Regions from separate parts of the Zea mays genome. Here region 1 is linked to region 2. Evidence: chromatin contacts called from public Hi-C data. All regions are on one chromosome and are shown on one strand. Each heading gives the region's core, a stretch centred on a gene start, on an enhancer-like site or on the middle of the called end of the contact. The rest is flanking DNA. Distances are from core to core; before and after follow the strand shown.

Region 1 (5,199 bases), core at 2,528-5,027, 320 kb before region 2:
CGTTGGCGCTGGGATGACTGAGGCTTGGACCTGGTCAAGGTGGAATGCGCCATGTCGAGCAGCCGGTCGACGTCGTCGCGCCACTGCTTCATGGCCCCTAACGAGGCCGTGGAGCTTGGAGGGTGGCGCAGCAACTCTCTGGCCGCGAACAACGCGCCGGGCGCCGCCCTTGACGGAGTCCAGGACACCTGTGCAGGCGTGTGCTGCCGCACAGCGTGCACAACAGCTGCCCCAGACACAGGGAGGTTGGATACTCGTGGCACGGAGGACGCAGCTTCTTCCTCCACCATGAAATCCTCCGAAGTGTCGGCGCGGTGCTCAACGATTTGCACCATCATGTCGAGCAAGGAAACAAGCAAAAACCTAATGCCAAGCCTCCTACCTGGCGCGCCAAATGTCGGAGAGAGAATTCTCCGGCCGGGTGGCGGAGTGCACCCGCCCTAAATCCTAAGATGAGGAGGGGGCTTAAGCGTTTTGCCTGTCGGTAGATGAACGATGAACTCAGGAACACACAAGGGTTTAGAGTGGTTCGGGCCGCCGGAGCGTAATACCCTACTCCACTTTGTGATGTATTAAGCTTGAGAGCTCGTATGAACTTGTGAGCCTGAGCTAGGTCTAAGTCTAAGTTCAGTCTAAGTGTGTCCAAGTGTGTCCAATTGTGTTCGTGTGTGTCCGTCCCTTTGTAACGTTGCATGCCTCCCCTTTTATATCTCAAGGGGGCGCGTACAAGGGTGCTGAGCCCCGACATGTGGGCCCATGAATATAATGGATGTAATACTTGGAGCTGCTGGAGCAATCTTCTTGCACCCTGACATCTGCGATCTACGTGGTATTGGCGTGCAGGGGAAGCTTCCCTGGCAACACATAAGTGATGATGGCCACATTGCACCTTGCAGCACGGGCGTACTGTTTGGCAATGGACTAGACAGGCACGCCGCCTGCAGGATGGCCTGGACGCCGCCTGCCAACTGAGTGGACAGGTCACAATAAATGCTGAGGCGGCACATCGCCTGTCAGCAGGGTGGACAGGCGGCGCGTCCTCTCCGCAATAAATGCAGAGATTGCACAGCCCAGAGGCCTTACGTCAGGCTCTGCCCGCTGGCTTACGTCATGGGCAACAAGCCATGTGGCAGCATCCGGTCTCCGACTGAGTGGGGAGCACATGCGCACAGGATAAAGCCTGGACACGTGTCAGTACCGGACCCTTGCTTAGGCTAGGGTATCCGCTGTCCCGGGACCTCGTTATGTGTGGCTCGGACCTTACTCAGAGGGATCCGGACCCCATCCAAGGGACCCGACACGCTTACTTGGGAGTCCCGGACCGTATTCGAGGGTCCGGGCTGTGCGTACAGGGGTCCGGCGCTTCCTCGTGGAGGTCCGATCCAACTGATTGCACCCTGGGATATATCATCTTTTCTGGCCACGTGGCGCCCCTGGAGCCGTCCACGTGGTGGGGTCGGGTGCTGTTCACCGCGCGGCTAGAGATTGCCACACGGGCACCGTGCCTTCATACTGTAGTAAGGGGTACCCCTGATTCAGGGTACCGACAGACCCGTATCCACTTCCGCGAATAGATCAAATCGTGGATTCTACCTCCAGGTGCGACCTTTTGTCTTTCTTAGATGCTTATTCTGGTTTCCATCAAATCCAGATGTCTAGGGAAGATAGGAAGCATACTGCTTTTGTAATAGTGGATGGGCTTTACTGCTATGTTGTTATGCCTTACGGCCTGAAAAACGCCTTGCCAACATTTGTGCGGGCGATGAGTAAGACTTTCGGGGACCTGATTAGGGACAAGGTGGAAGTATACGTCGATGACATCGTAGTCAATACTAAGAGAGCGTCGACCCTAGTGGAAGACTTGACCCTAGTCTTTGACAGGCTGTGGGCAACCCTGTAACACCCCTGGTGTTACGTGAACTAAAACTCGGACATGTCATCATAAGCATTTGCATTAACTTGCTTGTTACACCTAGAATGCATTCACTAGATCAAAAATTTTACAATAAGGTGATGCTGTGTGCAGGGTAGAAGACCTAGTTTAGGACCTAAGCTAAACAGGAGTAGGTCATCCTTTGAGCAAGTAATAAATTAACTTGGAGTCTTGAAGTGCTACAGGCAATTCCTAGAGTCTATAGAAAATTTGTTTTCAAAGATAGATCAAGTGGAAGAAATACTTGGACCGAAGGATTAACTTCAAAATCCTAAGGCTTGAAAACCTTGATTGGATTTGAGTGTAAGCAATTAACTCCTAAATCAAGGATACTTTAGACCTGAGTTCTATAAGCCAAAGATGTATTTGAGATTAAGGAGCAACTTTGCTTTAGGAGGATGGATAAGTTTGCTTTTGATATGTGGATTAGAAGTGGTGAAGTACTTAGGGTGGTTGAGTATCTCTAACCCCTAAACTGGAGCCCAAAAGTGGATTTGGAGATCTAGCCACATTTTGCAAGAGGTAAAAATACCAAGTTGATAGGATTTCCAAAGTTGCACGATTTTGTTATTTGAATATTTCCAAGTTGTGTGAAGAAATTTGGAGAAATTCACAAAGTTTCAGTTTTGGAGTTCCTGAAAATCGCAGCAACTAGGCAATTTTAGTCCTTTGTAACTTTTGATCTAGAACCATTTTGAAGATGATCATTATAACAAAGTTATAGAGCTACATGAGGAGTATAAGGTTGGTTTAGTCATATAGCTCTAAAACTATTTGGAACTTTGAGTAAAACTGGTCCAAAGTAAAGCTGTCAAAAATTGTGGATTTCAGACTTAGTGAAATTCAGATTCTGAATTTCAGCAATTGGAGCAAACTTTGGGCTATTGTAGTTTGGAATTCAATAGGTTTTGGTTAATGGTTACTATATAAAACTTGTAGAGGAACTATAGGAGTATAAACTTTATTAAGCAACTTGCCCCTAAAAACATTTGGGACCCAGGAAAAAGAGTGGTTCCAAGTGGTGCTGTTGTATTTCTGAATTTTCAGATTGGAAACAGTAACTGAAACTGAATTTCAGTGTTTTGATAGCAGTTTTGAAGCCTATTTGTGGCTATTCTATAAGGTTTTGTGCTGTGGTGTTTGTAGAATAAGTGAAGACCATATAATGTGGAATAACTTTCTTTAAAGGTGATGGACATGATCCTATACGAAAATTGGAGTAACAGCTGCTCAAATTTGGACTGTCTGGTGGCTGAAACTGAATTGTATTCAGTCCACTGTAAACTGAAATTCAGCACAAGGGTGTCTAGTTTGGAGCCCTATGGTAATTATTGCAAGGAGATTTGGGTTAGAAATTCTTTAGCAAACTGAAAGGCCATATATAGGAGAACAAATTCCCTTGAGAGGGTTGGACTTGATACTACACAAAGCTAGGAGAAAAAGGTGTTCAATCTGTTTCTGTCAGGCATGTGGAGTGCAGTTTTAATGCAGTAACTGTTGATATGGTTTAATGTTTTTCTCCTAACTTTGGAGCTGTTTTGTATCTGATCCAAGGAGTGTAAGGCTTGAGTCCCTATGGCAAAGTGATAGAGAGTTAGTTGGTGAACAGGGATTATTAAGGTTAGTCCTCTTGTTGCTGTTTGGAACCAAGAGAAATAAAGGAGTGAAGTTGTGAGTTCAGTCCAACAGTGGTAGTTCAGTGTGCTCCAAAACAAATATCTGCAGTCAAGGACAAGGGGATATTTGGGCTGTAAAAAAAATATCAACCAAGTGCAGTGTATCGGCTGAACCTGTGAACCTGAGTGATATGGGAGCAGTGAGAAGTGGGGCATTAATGAGTTTTGTTTGCTGTCTGTAGATATGGACAGGGATGATATTTGTGTGTGTCAGGTAATATCTTGGCTGCTGAAGTTGACCCAGTTCAGTGCTGCACTTGGGTTCTGAAGAAGATCACCTCGACCCTGCTGATGTCACTTATGTATGTAAGTGGGGATAAGGTTGTAGTGTATGACCGATGGTCTAGGGGCTTAATTTGCTGCTGGGAAAATATCTAAGTTGGACTGTTTTGAGAGCAGTAAGCAAGTGAAGGTTTATCTGCTAGCTACTGAATGAGTGAATTAAATAATGGAAATTCTAGTGGTCTCACCCCTGCAGATAATATCAAGCCCTGGGCCATAGTACAAGCCACCGTGGGGGTCTCATCCACTTCCTCTCCTATCTGCTTGCTGAAGCAAAGAGTGGATATTTTGGGGATGTTAGAGCAGACCACATAGTGTCCTAGGTGCACGTGTAGACTTGTGTGCATTTAGTGCATGGGAGCCACGTCATATAGTATGCTGTGTTGGCATCCCTTGTATTCTTGCACTGAATTGTGGATGAGCTCAGTGACCCCTCCCCATGCCTATTTATTCAGTGTGTTCCACGGCTGAGTTCAGAAAAGCTTTTCTCCCTTGTTCTCGAGCTCTAGTCCCAGTCCACTACAAAGGTGCTGGAGTCCTGGTATTCTTGCTGGTGTGCATCCTCTCTTTCAGCCACCAATTTTGCTTTACTCCAGAGCTGAATGCCAACCTCTTGTTTGTGGTGACCAAACCCAACCGTTCTTCACCTCCCCGTGGACAAGGCTTCCCACAAGTATTCTTGACCGTGTACTACTTGTTCCATGCTCGACAAAGGTTAGTGAAGCTCACACCATTTACTACTTGTACTCTATCACTGTCTGTTGCTGGGAACTAGGTGTAAAATTTGCTAAAAAAATAGGCTGTTGGATTTTTGGACCCCAGACTTAGTGCAGAAGACTGAAACTAGGTTCTAGTGTGTTGAGCTCCACTTTGGTGCTTCATAAAAATTGTTCTAAATGTTTTCAACCTAGGGGTGCTATACCAAAGTAGTAGAGCTATATCTAAGGAATAACTTTGGTAATGTGAGCTTGGTCTGTTGCTGTGTAAAAATTGGAGAAAAGGTTGGCTAAAGTTGGTCTGTCAGGCTGGACACAAAACTGAATTTTTATTCAGTTCTGTGAACTGAATTGCAGCAGTATGCCTAGTTTGGAATTCATTTGTGACTGATTCATGGGGTTTTGGATTAAGGGTTCCATAGCAAAGTTGTAGACCATAGTAAAGTAAACAAGTTTGCTAAAGTTAGATGGACCTGGTTCCACATAAATTTGGGAGTAAAAGTGGCCAAAAGATGGACTGTCAGGTGTTGGGATTCAGACTTAGAATAATATTTAAGTCTGGATATGTGTGTTTTTACCCAACTTTGGAGCC
Region 2 (4,817 bases), core at 818-3,317:
TCGTCTCGTCTCGTCTCTCCAGTCTCCACCCACCGCGGCGCCGGAGAACAACCACCGAGTCATCATAAAACAGAGACGGTTAACAAGAACTGGCACTATATAATATTATAAAACACAGCAGAGCAGGGCCCTTTCGTCTTGGAAGAACGTATACAAGAGGAAGAGGGTTTTAACCAGTCCCGAGCTCGAAAGTGAGGTGACAGGAACACTACAAAAAAAAAAAGTTGCTGTTTTGGATCGAGTCATGCAGGCACTTCGCGTCGATCCCCTTGCCGCCAGGATTTTTTTTTCTCATAAGAGATCCCGCCAAGTTGACGCGAGGCAGGAAGCAAAGGAGGAGTCAGTCGGTCCTCCGGAACTGGGCAAAGTCACAGACTGGTTGCATCCACACGGTCAACTGGAAACATTTCCTCTGCACATCAGGGTACCTTAGCAGTGGCGAAGCTAGAGTAAATTAGGGGAGGGTGCATATGCCTTGAGGGTGCATGGTAACAATTTGTAGGTGGTGCATATATGGTGAAAATTTGGTCCAAATCACTAGATTTCTAATTTTTTGTGGGTGCATGTGCACCCCCTAATTTCTATGTAGCTCCGCCCCTGTACCTTAGGGATTCGATGCTAAGATGAAAGCCAGCGTCAACCGGAAATATTTCCTGGTCATTCTAGGGCCGAAAGCAAACGGTAATAAAGGAGAGTTTCCGTCGGCTTTCATCTTAGCATCCAGTCCCTAACACCTGTCGTCTCCGTTTTTTTTATCTATTGTCACGTTTTAATTTAAAAATAAGCTAGCGGACGACAAATATTCGAGAAATATTTGAGAAGGCAATTATTTCACACTCCCTATTCATATATAATGGGCGATCATGTACGACTCATATATAGAGTTGGTAATCGTTTAAAGAGACACTCCCATATCACTAAAACGCATGTACAACCTATTGAAATGAAAATGAAAATCACACTGAAATTATAGATGTCCACCTGGACCGCCCGACACGGACTCGACCCTGGCACAAGAGAGAGGGAGACATAATGATTTGCAAAGAGTCTACAAAAGTATTGCCGCGCTTTTGGAGCCTTGGTGTCCTGAAAATGGCGCTTAGGGAATCCTTTTATAGCCTTAAAAGAACTCCTAGTCGTTGCCCCTTCTTTTTAGAAGCTATTGGAAAAACTGCATTGTTCACGGGGGCATCAGACCGGTGCATCACCGGACATGGTCCACGTGTCCCCAGTCCGGGATTTGATTGCTGCCTTTCTTCTGTGTCGAGGGTTTATTGTTTATATATAATAAAAATATACAATTTATGCTCTAAATTGGATTTGGTGTGGCGGCTCGTGAGCCTGATTTTTGAGTTCGCATTACGACCGAGCCGAGACGAGCCTGTAGAATGTGACGTCGAGCAAAGGGTAAAAAATGAGAATAAATATTTTAGAGGACCAAAGTAAAATTTTATAAAAGGGGTTAAATTTCAAAAAAAATCGGACCCACGCCAATGCTATCGTTGGACTTCGGGAAGAAATGGTTACGGAATCTAAATGCACATTTGATCTTACCAGTTACCACGCAGGACAGTAATGCTTTCCCAACCACATGCTAGGAGGCAGAAAATTCTCGTCGGTGTATGGCTACAGCCTACAGGACACTGCCGAAGACCTGGACGACTGAAGACCAACAAGACGAGCGGAGCTGTTTGTGCCCGGCGCGCTCCCACTGTCCGGTCAGGTACCACCCCACCACGCGAATACCCGGTCCTGACCCGCCTGACCCACTTCCCCGCCTCCCGCGTCCCGGCGTTAAAAACGCACGCGCCCCGCCCAGTCAGTCATTAGTGCGCCGCGGCCGCGGGCTCCCGTCTCCCCCCTCCTGCCGCTTTTCGGGATTTCGTTTCGTTTCACTCGAGGGCGAGGCTGGATTTGCGCGTCCTGTACCGAGCGTTCCATGTGACAGGTCGCTCGCTTGCCCCCGCCCCGCCGCTCCCCCTCCTCGTCTCGCAAAGCAACCGCAACGCGCCGAGCCGGCAGCGGGGTCCCCCCAAAAGACGAGGCAGCGAGCAAGGTAGGCAGGCAGGCAGGCAGCGGGCTGGCGGAAAAGACTAGTGCGCGCTCGTGCTCGTGCTGGTGCTCCCCGACCAGACTAGACCAGCTTGCTAGCGCCAGCAAGGCGAGCGGCGATGCTCGCACGATCTACTACAGCTGCCGCCGCGGCCGCCGCCGGGATCTGCCTGTGATTAAGGATGTCGGCGTCGCGGAGCGGGAGGCGGCGGACCGGTAGCGTGGCGCTCGGAGACCTTCTGCAGCGGGAGGCGTCGGCGGAGCGGGCCGCGTTGGGATGCGGCGAGCGGCCCTCGGTCGCGGCGGGGCAGGCCTGCCGGGCGAAGAAGGGTGAGGACTTCGCGCTGCTCAAGCCCGCCTGCGAGCGACGCCCCGGCGCGCCGTCCACCTCCTTCTCCGCCTTCGCCGTAAGCGCTCCCCACCTCGACCCACTCCGTCTTCCCTGTCCCAATGTTAGCATGCTACTATGCTCTGGAGGCTCGTTCTCAGAAAGGCGCCCCGCGCCCCCGCCCGTGTCTGGCCTCGTCCGCTCTCGCAGCTGTTCGATGGGCACAACGGGAGCGCCGCCGCGGTGTACGCCAAGGAGCACCTCCTCGGCAACGTGCTCAGCTGCGTCCCGACCGATCTGGCCTGGGACGACTGGCTCGCCGCGCTGCCGAGGGCCCTCGTCGCGGGGTTCGTCAAGACCGACAAGGATTTCCAGACTAAAGGTAACTGAAATTCCTTCCATTCATGGGACTAGCAACTATAGCAAGTACCGCGCAGTACTACTAGTTCAGTAGAGTACCGGCACATCTATTGCCCAACTTGGCATCTCTATGGCCGGGCGTTAGGTGGTTGTTTCAAATTGACCGCGTAAATGGTCTGGTGGTACATCATGCAGCAAACCAGTACGAGAGCTGAGTCCTTTTGTTTTTGAACCAACAAGAGATGAGATGAGCCTCGTTTGCCTGTTCCGTGTATATATTTCAGCTCATTCCTCGGGGACAACCGTGACGCTTGCCATAATTGATGGCTCCGTTGTAACTGTTGCATCTGTTGGTGATTCACGTTGTGTCCTTGAAGCTGAGGGATCCATCTACTATTTGTCGGCTGACCATCGCTTCGACGCTAATGAAGAGGAGTAAGACCGCTTTCTCATAGTGTACTGTTGCTCTATCGTTGGTTACATGTTTGGCTCTTCTGACTTGTTGGTTTTTTATTTGTAGGGTTGGACGTGTAACCGAATGTGGAGGTGAAGTTGGAAGACTAAATGTCGTCGGTGGTGCTGAGGTTGCTCTTTGCCTTTTCACTCACTCCAAAGTGTTCCATCTAATTTATGCAGCGGGTAGCCAAAAAATGATACATTTTTTGAAAAACAACAAACATGTTTTTTTTATTTTTTATGTTTTCAGTGAAATATTTAATATTTTTTTTGTTAAAGTTTCTAGTGCAATGGTGAGAGCTGTCTCATGGAGTTACCGGGTCACATATGTTCGCATTTTCGGGTGAAGACTCGCCTCAGTTTATCCCTTCCTTAGACCCTACCTATGTGGGAGCCTCCGACACTGGGTCTGCCTTTAGGCAGTTAACTCTTTTTAAAGGTGTTTTTTGTTCCGAGAAAAAGGCTTTGCCAGTTTGCTGCCTGTCAGTGACTGATTTGTTTAGCAAGCTATTAGATGTAAAGTATTTTCATTGGGTAAGAGGGGCTTTAAGTCGTGTGAGATGATAGCTTAGCTGGATGGAGTTCTTGGATTGACTGAGAAATTATGCTTGTGCAACTAGCCACCAACTCTCAATTATTCTCTTTTTTACCGTTCTAATCTATTTGACTGATGTACCAAACTGTATGTGAGTACCGGCTTGAACATTTTAATACCTGATCTATGTTGGACATCTTCCATAGGTTTTCTTTTAGAGTCCTATTTTTTGGTTTGTAGATGTGATCCATGCCTTCTTTTGATCCTTAGTTCCTTTTTTATCCATCCAGATTGGTCCCCTTAGATGTTGGCCAGGTGGTTTATGCCTCTCAAGATCGATTGGTGATCAGGATGTAGGTGAATTTATTATTCCGGTTCCTTATGTGAAGCAAATTAAGGTACACTGTTGGGAAGTTATTTTACACCATTTCTGGACAAAACTGAATTGTAAACTCTCACTATAGTGATATCACATTCAAGTACCAGAAGTTGTGCTGTTTGGATTTTTCTCATTATCATTATCATCTGAATTTTCTATCGTTATGAGAGCCTGTCCTTGTAAATTAGCTCTAATCTTTGAGGTCAAACTGTATTCTATACTGTACCTGTTACCTGACTATTTAGACATACATCACTTTATCAACACATATTTTCCAGTATTTATAAACTGACTGCCAGATTTTTGTTCTTATTTCCTTTGTTTGCAAAGTTTGTTCGTTGTTATACGCAACTATAGTTATGTTTTCTTTTCTTTTCTGAGAGGATTATCCTGTGATTTTCTCTGGAGTGATTCTTTGTTCATTTAAATCGGATCGAAATTTGAAAACAATGTTGTATTGCAATGCTTGTAGCTGTCTAATGCTGGAGGCCGTCTTATTATTTCAAGCGACGGTGTTTGGGATGCTTTGACTGCAGAAATGGCTTTTAAATGTGCACGAGGGCTTCCTCCTGAGGCCGCAGCTGAGCAAATTGTTAAAGTACAATACTAATACCCTTCCCACCCATCCTAACACAAGGTCTCAAATCCTCAGTTGTACATGTACTGTTCCTAACTGGTGTATTGTTTGCAGGAAGCAGTTGAAGCAA

The links. A called contact is a pair of places that touch in the nucleus more often than the background predicts.
Region 1: a contact with region 2 is called in a Hi-C map of leaf, with 7 times the contacts expected there. The contact joins the enhancer-like site here to the promoter of LOC100283146 in region 2. A contact is called at or near these places in 2 of 25 Hi-C or Micro-C datasets (leaf and tassel).

The regions. Positions count from the first base shown.
Region 1 is chr10:123,799,994-123,805,192 of Zm-B73-REFERENCE-NAM-5.0, reverse strand. No RefSeq gene overlaps it. Among protein-coding and RNA genes, the nearest start is that of LOC103641707, 62 kb to the left of the region's middle. Within about 2 kb of position 3,777, at least 6 of the 20 cell types and tissues checked have an H3K27ac peak or open chromatin away from gene starts, as enhancers often do. A contact at or near this core is called in leaf, where this site is marked.
Region 2 is chr10:123,475,461-123,480,277 of Zm-B73-REFERENCE-NAM-5.0, reverse strand. LOC100283146 (catalytic/ protein phosphatase type 2C) reads left to right here and starts at 2,067. Exons shown (of 9, transcript NM_001156048.1): 1 at 2,067-2,459; 2 at 2,591-2,762; 3 at 3,025-3,175; 4 at 3,261-3,324; 5 at 4,022-4,129; 6 at 4,583-4,708; 7 at 4,802-4,817. The coding sequence starts at 2,235.